2 separate regions of the Mus musculus genome follow, and region 2 is linked to region 1. The links are chromatin contacts, called in public promoter capture Hi-C maps. All regions are on one chromosome and are shown on one strand. The core of a region is the stretch at or near the end of the contact, and the rest is flanking DNA. Distances in the headings are between cores, read along the strand shown. Region 1 holds the start of Troap (trophinin associated protein). Region 2 holds the start of Dhh (desert hedgehog).

Evidence for each region. Promoter capture Hi-C pulls out the DNA fragments that hold promoters and counts their contacts.
Region 2: a contact with region 1 is called in a promoter capture Hi-C map of embryonic stem cells. The contact joins the promoter of Dhh here to the promoter of Troap in region 1. A contact is called at or near these places in 12 of 39 promoter capture datasets (the SN4741 cell line, cranial neural crest, embryonic stem cells and 6 more), 2 of 484 Hi-C or Micro-C datasets (embryonic stem cells and regulatory T cells), 2 of 115 datasets of contacts at active chromatin or transcription factors (both in embryonic stem cells) and 4 of 9 other capture datasets (adipose tissue, embryonic stem cells, liver and 1 more).

What each region holds. Positions count from the first base shown.
Region 1 is chr15:99,072,648-99,077,316 of GRCm38.p6, reverse strand. Troap (trophinin associated protein) reads right to left here and starts at 2,344. Exons shown (of 14, transcript NM_030159.1): 1 at 2,225-2,344; 2 at 1,819-1,967; 3 at 1,520-1,709; 4 at 1-29. The coding sequence starts at 1,962. It overlaps Gm34284 (predicted gene, 34284), which reads left to right and starts at 2,648. Exons shown (of 3, transcript NR_155351.1): 1 at 2,648-2,761.
Region 2 is chr15:98,896,697-98,901,365 of GRCm38.p6, reverse strand. It overlaps Dhh (desert hedgehog), which reads left to right and starts at 2,826. Exons shown (of 3, transcript NM_007857.5): 1 at 2,826-3,396. The coding sequence starts at 3,094.

The sequences.
Region 1 (4,669 bases), core at 1,095-3,594:
AGCCACAAACTCTATAGCCCCTATGGCCTCTGCAAGGGAAGAGACAGGATGAGGGGAGGCCGAGGGACAGGTGCTGCTCATACCCAGTAACAGTGAGCGAAAGAAACATTATCCAAGCCAGGCTATGCGGTGCACGCCTGTAAAACCAGAATGTAGGATACTGAGGCAGGAGAACCAGGTGTTCAAGGCCAGCCACCAGCTCATAGAGAGCTCAGAGCCTGGACTACATAAGGTCTTAAGAGACGGGAGGAGATCATTCGGTTGAACCTAAGCTCACCAAAGTTTGAAGAATTTCATGTAAGCTATTGCTCTAAACAGTGGGGTATAACATAAAACAACGGTTTTGCCATACAGGACCCATCACCGGGGGCTGGAGAGATGCCATGGGGATTAAGAGCAGTCACACGGTTACTGTTCTTGCACAGGACTGACTGGTGTTCAGTTCTTAGCATCTACGTCAGGTGGCCGGCCTGGAACTCCAGCTCTAAGACAATCCAGTGCCTCCGGCCCCCACAGGCACCTGCTCACACATACACATCATTAAAACCAATCTCTTTTTAGAGGCTAGAGAGATGGCTCAGTTGCTAAGAGCCACTGGCTGTTCTTCTGGGAGACCTGGGTTCTACTTCCAGCACCCACATGGCAGCTCACGGCCAGCTATAACTTTAGCTCTAGGGATTCCAATGTCCTCTTCTGAACTCCATGGGTACTGCACTCACATGGACTCACATAAAATAAAAAATAGATCTTTAAGCCGGGCGTGGTGGCGCATGCCTTTAATCCCAGAACTTGGGAGGCAGAGGCAGGCGGATTTCTGAGTTCGAGGCCAGCCTGGTCTACAAAGTGAGTTCCAGGACAGCAAGGGCTACACAGAGAAACCCTGTCTCAAAAAAAAAAAAATAGATCTTTAAAATATATATTTATGGGCTGGTGAGATGGCTCAGTGGTTAAGAGCACCCGACTGCTCTTCCGAAGGTCCGGAGTTCAAATCCCAGCAACCACATGGTAGCTCACAACCATCTGGAACAAGATCTGACTCCCTCTTCTGGAGTGTCTGAAGACAGCTACAGTGTACTTACATATAATAAATAAATAAATCTTTAATATATATATATATTTATTGTTGAAAAGGAAGAATTAAAGCTGAAGTATGGACAGATTATAAAGACTCAGCATAACAATGAGCAAATGACTGTGACTGTCTTGCCCAGGGTTGCTAAAAAGGCCCAGAAGATGTCTTTTTTTTTTTAGATACAATATAATTGTTTAGGCCTGGAGTTCAATAGGTAAAAGGTGTCCAATTCACAGAGACCACTTGCCTCTGCCTCCTAAAGTGCTGGGATTAGAGGCATGAACCACCATGCCAGGCAAAAGATGGCATTTTGCTGAAAGTGATGGTTTCTCAGAGCAAAGAGGTTTCTGGACAAAACCCAGGTCTCTTGCAGTATGCAAGACCTCCACTTTGGGTCTCCCATTCTCACTCAGCCAAGTAGGCTGCCCCCAGGTCTGGAACAGGTACCTGTCTGGGGATGGGTCACAAGCCCCACATTTGATCCCCCAGAGCTAGGCTTGAGTTCCTCCAGAGGGTTCCGCAGGGTCTTCAAGCTTGGTGATTTTTCAGTCTGGTGCAAGGTTTTCGATCTGAGGCCTGCCGTGTCAGTGAGTGGACGTTGACGTTGAGTACTGCGCGGTGGTTTCTGTGCTGGTGTCTAGGGGGAAGGGGGAAAAAGCTGGGATTCAGTGCGGGGGTGGGGTGGGGATGGGGGGTGGGGGTGCATTGCTGACTCGAGGTGCCTCCTTGTGTCCAGCCCCTCCTACCCTCGGATCTTGGTTCTCCTGGTCCAGAGAGCGCGACTTGACTGAGGAAAAATCTTGGCATCTTTGGGAGAGTACTGGAATCTTGCTAGGGTTGGGAGATACACCTCGGAGATGGGGATCCTTATTGGTTTGGAGGGTAGTCATGGCGGCTATAATGGAGATGAGAGAAGAAGGTAGACAGGACTGAGGACCAAAGCAAATCACTTCTCAAAGCATGGGTGCTGATATCCCTGATTCTTTCCCCTTGGTCCCAATCCATGTGCCTAGAAGCCCGCACCGGCAGCAAGGCCGCTCTCCTGGCAACTCTTCCAGAAACCCTAAGTCTGCTATCTCGCCCCGGAGCTCCAAACTGCTCTCCTCCCTAGGAACCTCGGCAGGACTCCCCTCTAAGATCCTCGTGCCGCACCATTCCAGGAGGCCCTCCGGGTCACCTCTACTTCCTCGGGTTTTTCGCCGATTTCTTGGGTTTCTGCTTCTGCTTCTGCTTGCGGCTGCTGCTGCTTCCCCGGTTTGTAAAATACGCCAAGCTCCTGATTGGCTGGTACCCGGTGACTCGGAGGGTCGTGACGTCACACGGAGCCACCCAATCCGCAGGCTCCGAAGGCGGGGCCAGAGAAGGACTAGTCGCCGAAACGTTTTCTTGATGGGAGAACAACTGACCAGCTCTCTCGGCCAATCCGAGGACGGAGCGCGAGTGGCAGGATGGGGGCGGAAAGCCAGGGAGGATGCTGTTCTGAAGCCCGGGAAGGCCAGTCTGGACTGCAACGGGCATTACCGTACTCTCGCGAGAGCTGGAGCCAACCGAGGGCTGGCCCCTCATGAAGACCGCGGAATTGTGGGAAAGATTGGCCATCGAGACCACTGTTGACCACACTCTGAACGTAGTGCACGGCCGGGTTTTGGGAACCATGGGCACTTCTTGCAGGAGATAGGAGCCTAATGGGTGAGAGGGCTGGAGGTACCTGAACTGTTGGAGCCCAACGAGAACGAGGAGCCAAGAAATCCTGTGTCCACTCGGACCTCACACCCTGGTGGGATGTGGTCAGGCCCAGGGTGGCTGGAGCTCTGTTAATCAGAATTGAAGGGCTCCTCCTGGGTGGGGAGATCTCTGCATCTTCAGGTTTCCTTCCACCGGTCTGGATGAGAGGGCTCACCTGCTCCTTACTGGCAGGCAACTGTGAGGCTGCCAGATGATGGAGATGGGGGTGGGCAATGTCTCACCCCACCCCACCTGAGAGTGGCCTCAAACTCGCAGCTTCCTGCTTCAGGAAGCTCGGATTGCACACTCCCTGCATAGTTTAAAGGGTGCTGACCAGCAAGCCAGGAACATAGGCGTGCTTCCGGATCTCCCCTTCCATATGCCACTTCTTTTCACACCTACGGATTTTATACCTTTGAGCATCTATTCAGCTGTTTAGCCAGATGAAACAGAGCACACAGAGACAGTCAGCTTGGTTTTATTTTATTTTTTTAAAAGATTTATTTATTATTATTCATTAGTACACTGTAGCTGTCTTCAGATGCACCAGAAGAGGGCGTCAGATCTCATTACGGATGGTTGTGAGCCACCATGTGGTTGCTGGGATTTGAACTCAGGACGTTTGGAAGAGCAGTCAGTGCTCTTAACCGCTGAGCCATCTCGCCAGCCCTCAGCTTGGTTTTAAAAGCGATTGTCTTCCAAATAATTTCCTTGCCCAACCCCTTGAGTCGTTTTATTTTAAATATATATGCTTTTAGTTAAACAATTTATTTTTATTATATGTAAGTACACTGTAGCTGTCTTCAGACACTCCAGAAGAGGGAGTCAGATCTCATTAAGGATGGTTGTGAGCCACCATGTGGTTGCTGGGATTTGAACTCAGGACCTTCGGAAGAGCAGTCGGTGCTCTTAACCTCTGAGCCATCTCTGCAGTCCCCCAACATTTTTTTTAAAAAGATTTATTTATTTTAAGTATGTGAGTACACTGTCACTGTCTTCAGGCACACCAGAAGACGACATTGTATCCTGTTACAGGTGGTCCTGAGCCACGATGTGGTTGCTGGGAATTGAACTCAGGACCTCTGGAAGAGCAGCCACCATTCTTTTTTTTTTTTTTTTTTTTTCCGAGCCAGGGTTTCTCTGTGTAGCCCTGGCTGTCCTGGAACTCACTTTGTAGACCAGGCTAGCCTTGAACTCAGAAATTCGCCTGCCTCTGCCTCCCGAGTGCTGGGATTAAAGGTGTGGACCACCGCGCCCCGCTAGCAGCCACCATTTTTAACCACCCTCTCCCCAGCCCTGAAACATAAACCAGAGCTCATAAAAGCACAAAGTTGGAAACCATAATATACAAGCAAAAGACCAGTAAGACAAACAATGCCCAAACAAAGCCGTATGAGACAAGAAGTCTACCAAACACACCACTGAGTTAGTCTGATGTTGGCTATCTACCACTGGGCATGGGGCCCACCCCTAAGTGTGGTTAGCACATCCAGTGAGATTCCACTGGGGAAGACTAACTTCCTTTGCAAGCAGTTGTCAATTGGAGGTAGCTTCTTGGTTAGGGATGGAAGCTTGTGGCTTCTGTCCCCTGCCTCTCAGCCTGGGACCCAGTCTGGCTTGAGCCTGTGCAGGCCCCGTGTGTCCTGCCACAGTCTCTGTGAGCTCACATGTGCATCAGTCCTGCTGTGTCTGGAAGACTATGTTCTTTTAGAGCCATCCATCCCCTTTGGCTGTTAACATCTTTTCTGCCTTCTCTTCTGAATAGTTCCTTGAGCCCTCAGGGGAGTTCCCAACCCGTTCTGTCTACATGAATCCGTTTCTTCTGGAGAAAATTTCCAAAATGTTGTGCCTTAGTTATCTGCACACTAAACC
Region 2 (4,669 bases), core at 1,577-4,076, 180 kb after region 1:
GTCTTCTTTAAGAGCAGCGTGTGCTCTGACATGCTGGGACATCTCTTTAATCACTTGCATTTAAATTTTGAATTGGCTTTAAAACTTTTAGATTTTGTTTTTATTTATGTGTATGAGTATTTTGCCTGAATGAATGAATGTCTGTGTGCCACGGGAGTTCAGTGCCTGTGGCAGAAGAAGGGTGTTGGATCCCCTGGTATTGGAAACACGGACTAAAGATCAGCTGCCAAGTGGGTGCTGGGAATTAAACCTCTGTCCTTTGGAAAAGCAGCTGACCCATCTCTCCACCTTTATGATAGCAAACAGGGTTTGTTATTGTCATGGTTGCTTTTTGGCAGCTTGAAACAAATCTAGACGTGGGAAACAGAGAATCTTAATTGAGGAAATACCTCCATAAGGTTGAGCTGTAGGTAGATCTTCAGAGCATTTTCTTTAATAACTGATGTGGGAGGGCCCAGCCCACTGTGGGCAGTGCTACCTCCAGCCCCACCCCCAGAGGAGCAAGCCTGCCCTCCTCTGTAGCTTCTGTTTTAGGCCCTTCCTCCAGGGTCCTGGCTTAAGGTTTTCACTTTAGATTTTTGTGGGTTTATGTATGTGAGAGCTTTATGGGTATGTATGTATATATGTATATTTACCATATTTGTGCCCGGTCCCCCAGAAAGTCAGAAGAAGGTTGTCAGAGCCCCTGGAACTGGAGTTGTGGATGGTTGTGAACCGCCATATGCAAGAGCTGGGAACAGAACCTGGTGTCTCCAGGAAGAGCAGCCAGTGCTTGTGATGGCTGAGCCATCTCTCCAGTCTCCTTCCTGATGATCTTGTCCTGACTTCCCTTCATGAATGGACTGTGATTGGAACATGTGAGCTGAAATCCTTTTCTCCCCAAGTGGCCTCTGGTTCTCATGTTCTCCACTACATTCTCCTGTAACTGAATGGGTTAAGTGTCTCTGTGATGAGGCCTGAGGGATTTAAAATAGATTCCATGGCCCAGAGGGGGAGGAGGTAGGCAACGGAAGGAGAAGAGAGCCATCCTCCACAGACCAGGACGTTAGGTGTCCACAGCCCTTTGGCAGCTTCCAAATGACAACTTACTCAGAAGATGATGTGCTGGGTGAAGAACATGCCTGAAAGCCCAGGACTCAGCACAGCAAGAATGAGCCCAGCTTGGCTGTGTGCGAACATCTCAATCAAAGGGAAATGGGGATGTTGCTCAGTGCATAAAGATCAGTTGTGTGCTTGCCGGGCATGTCTGAATCCTGGCTTTTTATTTTATTTTTAATTAACTTATATACTTGTTTTGTTTTTTGTTTTTACTTTTGTTCTGTTTTGTTGATGTCTCTCTGTGTCTGTCGCCTTGGCAGTCCTGGAACTCACTTTGTAGACCAGGCTAGCCTTCAACTCACAAGAGATCTGCCTGTCCCTGCTCCCCAAGGGCTGAAATTAACACCCCACCCCACCCCTAACGTTTATTTTATTTGTTTTTTTGTTTTGTTTTGTTTTGTTTTTGTTTTTGTTTTTTTCGAGACAGGGTTTCTCTGTGTGTAGCCCTGGCTGTCCTGGCACTCACTTTGTAGACCAAGCTGGCCTCGAACTCAGAAATCCACCTGCCTCTGCCTCCCGAGTGCTGGGATTAAAGGCATGCGCCACCACGCCAGGCTACGTTTTATTTTATAAGTATGGGTATTTTGCTTGTACCAATTGTATGCCTGTTGCCCGAGGAGACCAGAAGACAGCATTGGACCCCCTCCCCATCGGATGTGGAGTTACAGAAAGAAGGGAGTTAGCCATTGTGTGGGTGCTATGAATCTAACTCAGGTCCTCTGGAAAAGCAGTCAGTGCTCTTAACTGCTGAGCCCTGAAGGCCCTGGTTCTGATCCGAGCACCACACAAACCTGGTGTGGTAGTGCATGGCTAATTTCAGTGCTGGGAAGCTAGAGGCCAAAGGAGAAAACATTCGCTGTCAGCCTGCTCTGTGAAGTGAGTTTGAGACCAAGCCTGAACTACATACAGTAAAGTCTGTCAAAAGAAGGAGAGGAGGGATAAAAAGTGGGTATCTGGCAACCATTTGAGAGGACATAAAACTTGGAAAGTCCTGGCCTGGCAAGGTAGATCAGCAGGTAAAAGCACTTGCCACACAAGCCTGGTCAACCGGAGCTCAATCCCTAGAGCCCGCTGAGGAAGGAGAAGGTGGACTCCCAAAAGCCCTCTGACCTCCACAGGTGTGCTATGGCATGTGCTGGCAGAGACAGACACAGTAGGGTTTTTTTTTGTTTTGTTTTGTTTTGTTTTTGTTTTTTTTTTTAATGTCTCAAACTGGATTGTGTCAGGCTCTGTTCCCAAGAAGATATAAAACCACCAAGGAAAATGATCCTCTGGGATCTCTGCTTGGTTATGGATGAGTGTTGAGAGAAATCGGGGAGACTTGAGGAGGAGCACGGAGATGGGAGGCTTTGATGGCTTGCCCAAAGGGCTTGGATGGCCTTGGAACTCAGACTTCCCGGAGGACAGCAGAGGGCATGGCGTGCCAGGGTAGACTTTAGGAAAGCAAAGACTAGTGCCCAGGAAGATAGTTTGGTGCCTAATTTAGACTCGGAGGTAGAAGGATGCTTATCCAGGCAGCCAGGACTCTAAAGCTTCAGGGATTTCCTAAGCAGGTGCCTGCATGGTTTCCAGGATGGGACACACTTCAGTGGAGTAATGGAACAGTGGTGTCCAGTTGTGACTGCTAGATCCCCCGCCCGGGTGGGAGGGGGCGGGACAGCCCTGAGAGAAGGGCGGGGGGCGGGGCCCGGGACCACTTAAGGCGGAGTCAGGGCGTTTCTGGGAGCACGGGAGCCGGGCAGCAGAGACTGGCTGGGCTGGCACTCACCCTCGACCCACCTGCTCTGTAAATGGTAGTCTATCAGTAGTAGGTTCCAGGTTCCCCAGGGCATGTAGGCAGAGTTAGCGGCTGCCAAGTGTTCAGAGCCACAGCGCTCCAGGTACTCTGGGACCTTCTCTATCTGCGGTGCTCTTTAGCTCCTGCGGAGATGCCCAATTGACAGGAGAGCCAGTGAGGACAAGAACGCTCCCTTCCGACCCAAGTCCACGGCACCCATGGCTCTGCCGGCCAGTCTGTTGCCCCTGTGCTGCTTGGCACTCTTGGCACTATCTGCCCAGAGCTGCGGGCCGGGCCGAGGACCGGTTGGCCGGCGGCGTTATGTGCGCAAGCAACTTGTGCCTCTGCTATACAAGCAGTTTGTGCCCAGTATGCCCGAGCGGACCCTGGGCGCGAGTGGGCCAGCGGAGGGGAGGGTAACAAGGGGGTCGGAGCGCTTCCGGGACCTCGTACCCAACTACAACCCCGACATAATCTTCAAGGATGAGGAGAACAGCGGCGCAGACCGCCTGATGACAGAGGTAAGGAGAGTTTCTCCCCACCTGCTCTACCACACCACCAGCTCCTCAATTTTCCTACAACAACCCTGGAGGATGAACTGTTCCTTCATCCCCAGAGACCCTAAACTAAAATAAAATAAAGTGAGATCTCCTTCATCACACCCTTCAGGAAAGCAAATAACCTGGTGGCTGGATAGTGGTTCGGAGGTATCCAAATGGGGAGAGAGTCTGCGATGGGGAGGGGGAGGAGGAACTGCCCAGTGAGAGTGAATCTGGGAGAGGCTGGAGCGAGGGCGGGGAAAGGAGGATGGCGGCAGGCGAGACGGGAAATGGCTGAGGCGTGGACCGGGGGTCAGTCACCGAGCCAGGCAGGAAGGGCTGGGGTGAGCTGGGGGCCAGGAGCTGGCTATGATAGGTAGACTGCATAAGGCTTTACACTTAGCCTGGCTCTTGGCCTGATGTCCAAAAGCTCTGTGAGCCAAAAGAAGGGGGCTGGAAAAGAGATGGGCAAGAGTCAGGTTACCAGACCAGACCATCTACCTGGGGATGGGGTGGCCATTGTCCTTGGCACGGGAAAGGTAGCCTATACTAGGGTCTAAACAACAGACTTTGGGGTGGGGGTGACCAAAAAACAGTCCTCAGAACAGACAGACACACCTGAGAATCAAGGGTTTCTGGGCCATCTAAACTCACCTTAGCTTGAGGACTCTGCTTTGAATATCAGCTAGCATTCTGGGGTACATGCTACAGAGGGGCACTGAACCAAGCCGACTCAGTGGGCCATGGCTTGGAAGGGAAGGGCCCAGAGCCCCTATGGCCAGTGCTGTAGAGTGTCTGACAGGAAACTCAGAAGACGTGTTTCTCCATCCCACCCCACCCCTCATTTTATATCTGAGAGCTGGGCTGCAGGAGAGGAAAAGCAACTTAATCAAAGCCTCACAGCCAAATTGTAGCATTGCTGAGAGCAGGTTCAGGACTCCTGGTTCTCAGTCCTATCTACTTTCCATTACACCACCTAATTGTGTGTGCAAGGGGCAGGCAGGGTAGTGTGTGTGTGTGTGTGTGTGTGTGTGGTGTACGGATTTCCTCTGACTAACTGCATAGTTTTCCAGGTTATGTGGTTAGGAAAACCTGTACAGGGGAGAAAGAATTTCTTTCCTCTCCCTTCCTTTTCTCTCTCTCTCTCTCTCTCTCTCTCTCTCTCTCTCTCTCTCTCTCTCTCTCTCTTCTTTCCTTACTTATCTATTGAGACACTACATAGCCCTGACAGATCTAAAATTTGCTAGGTAGCACT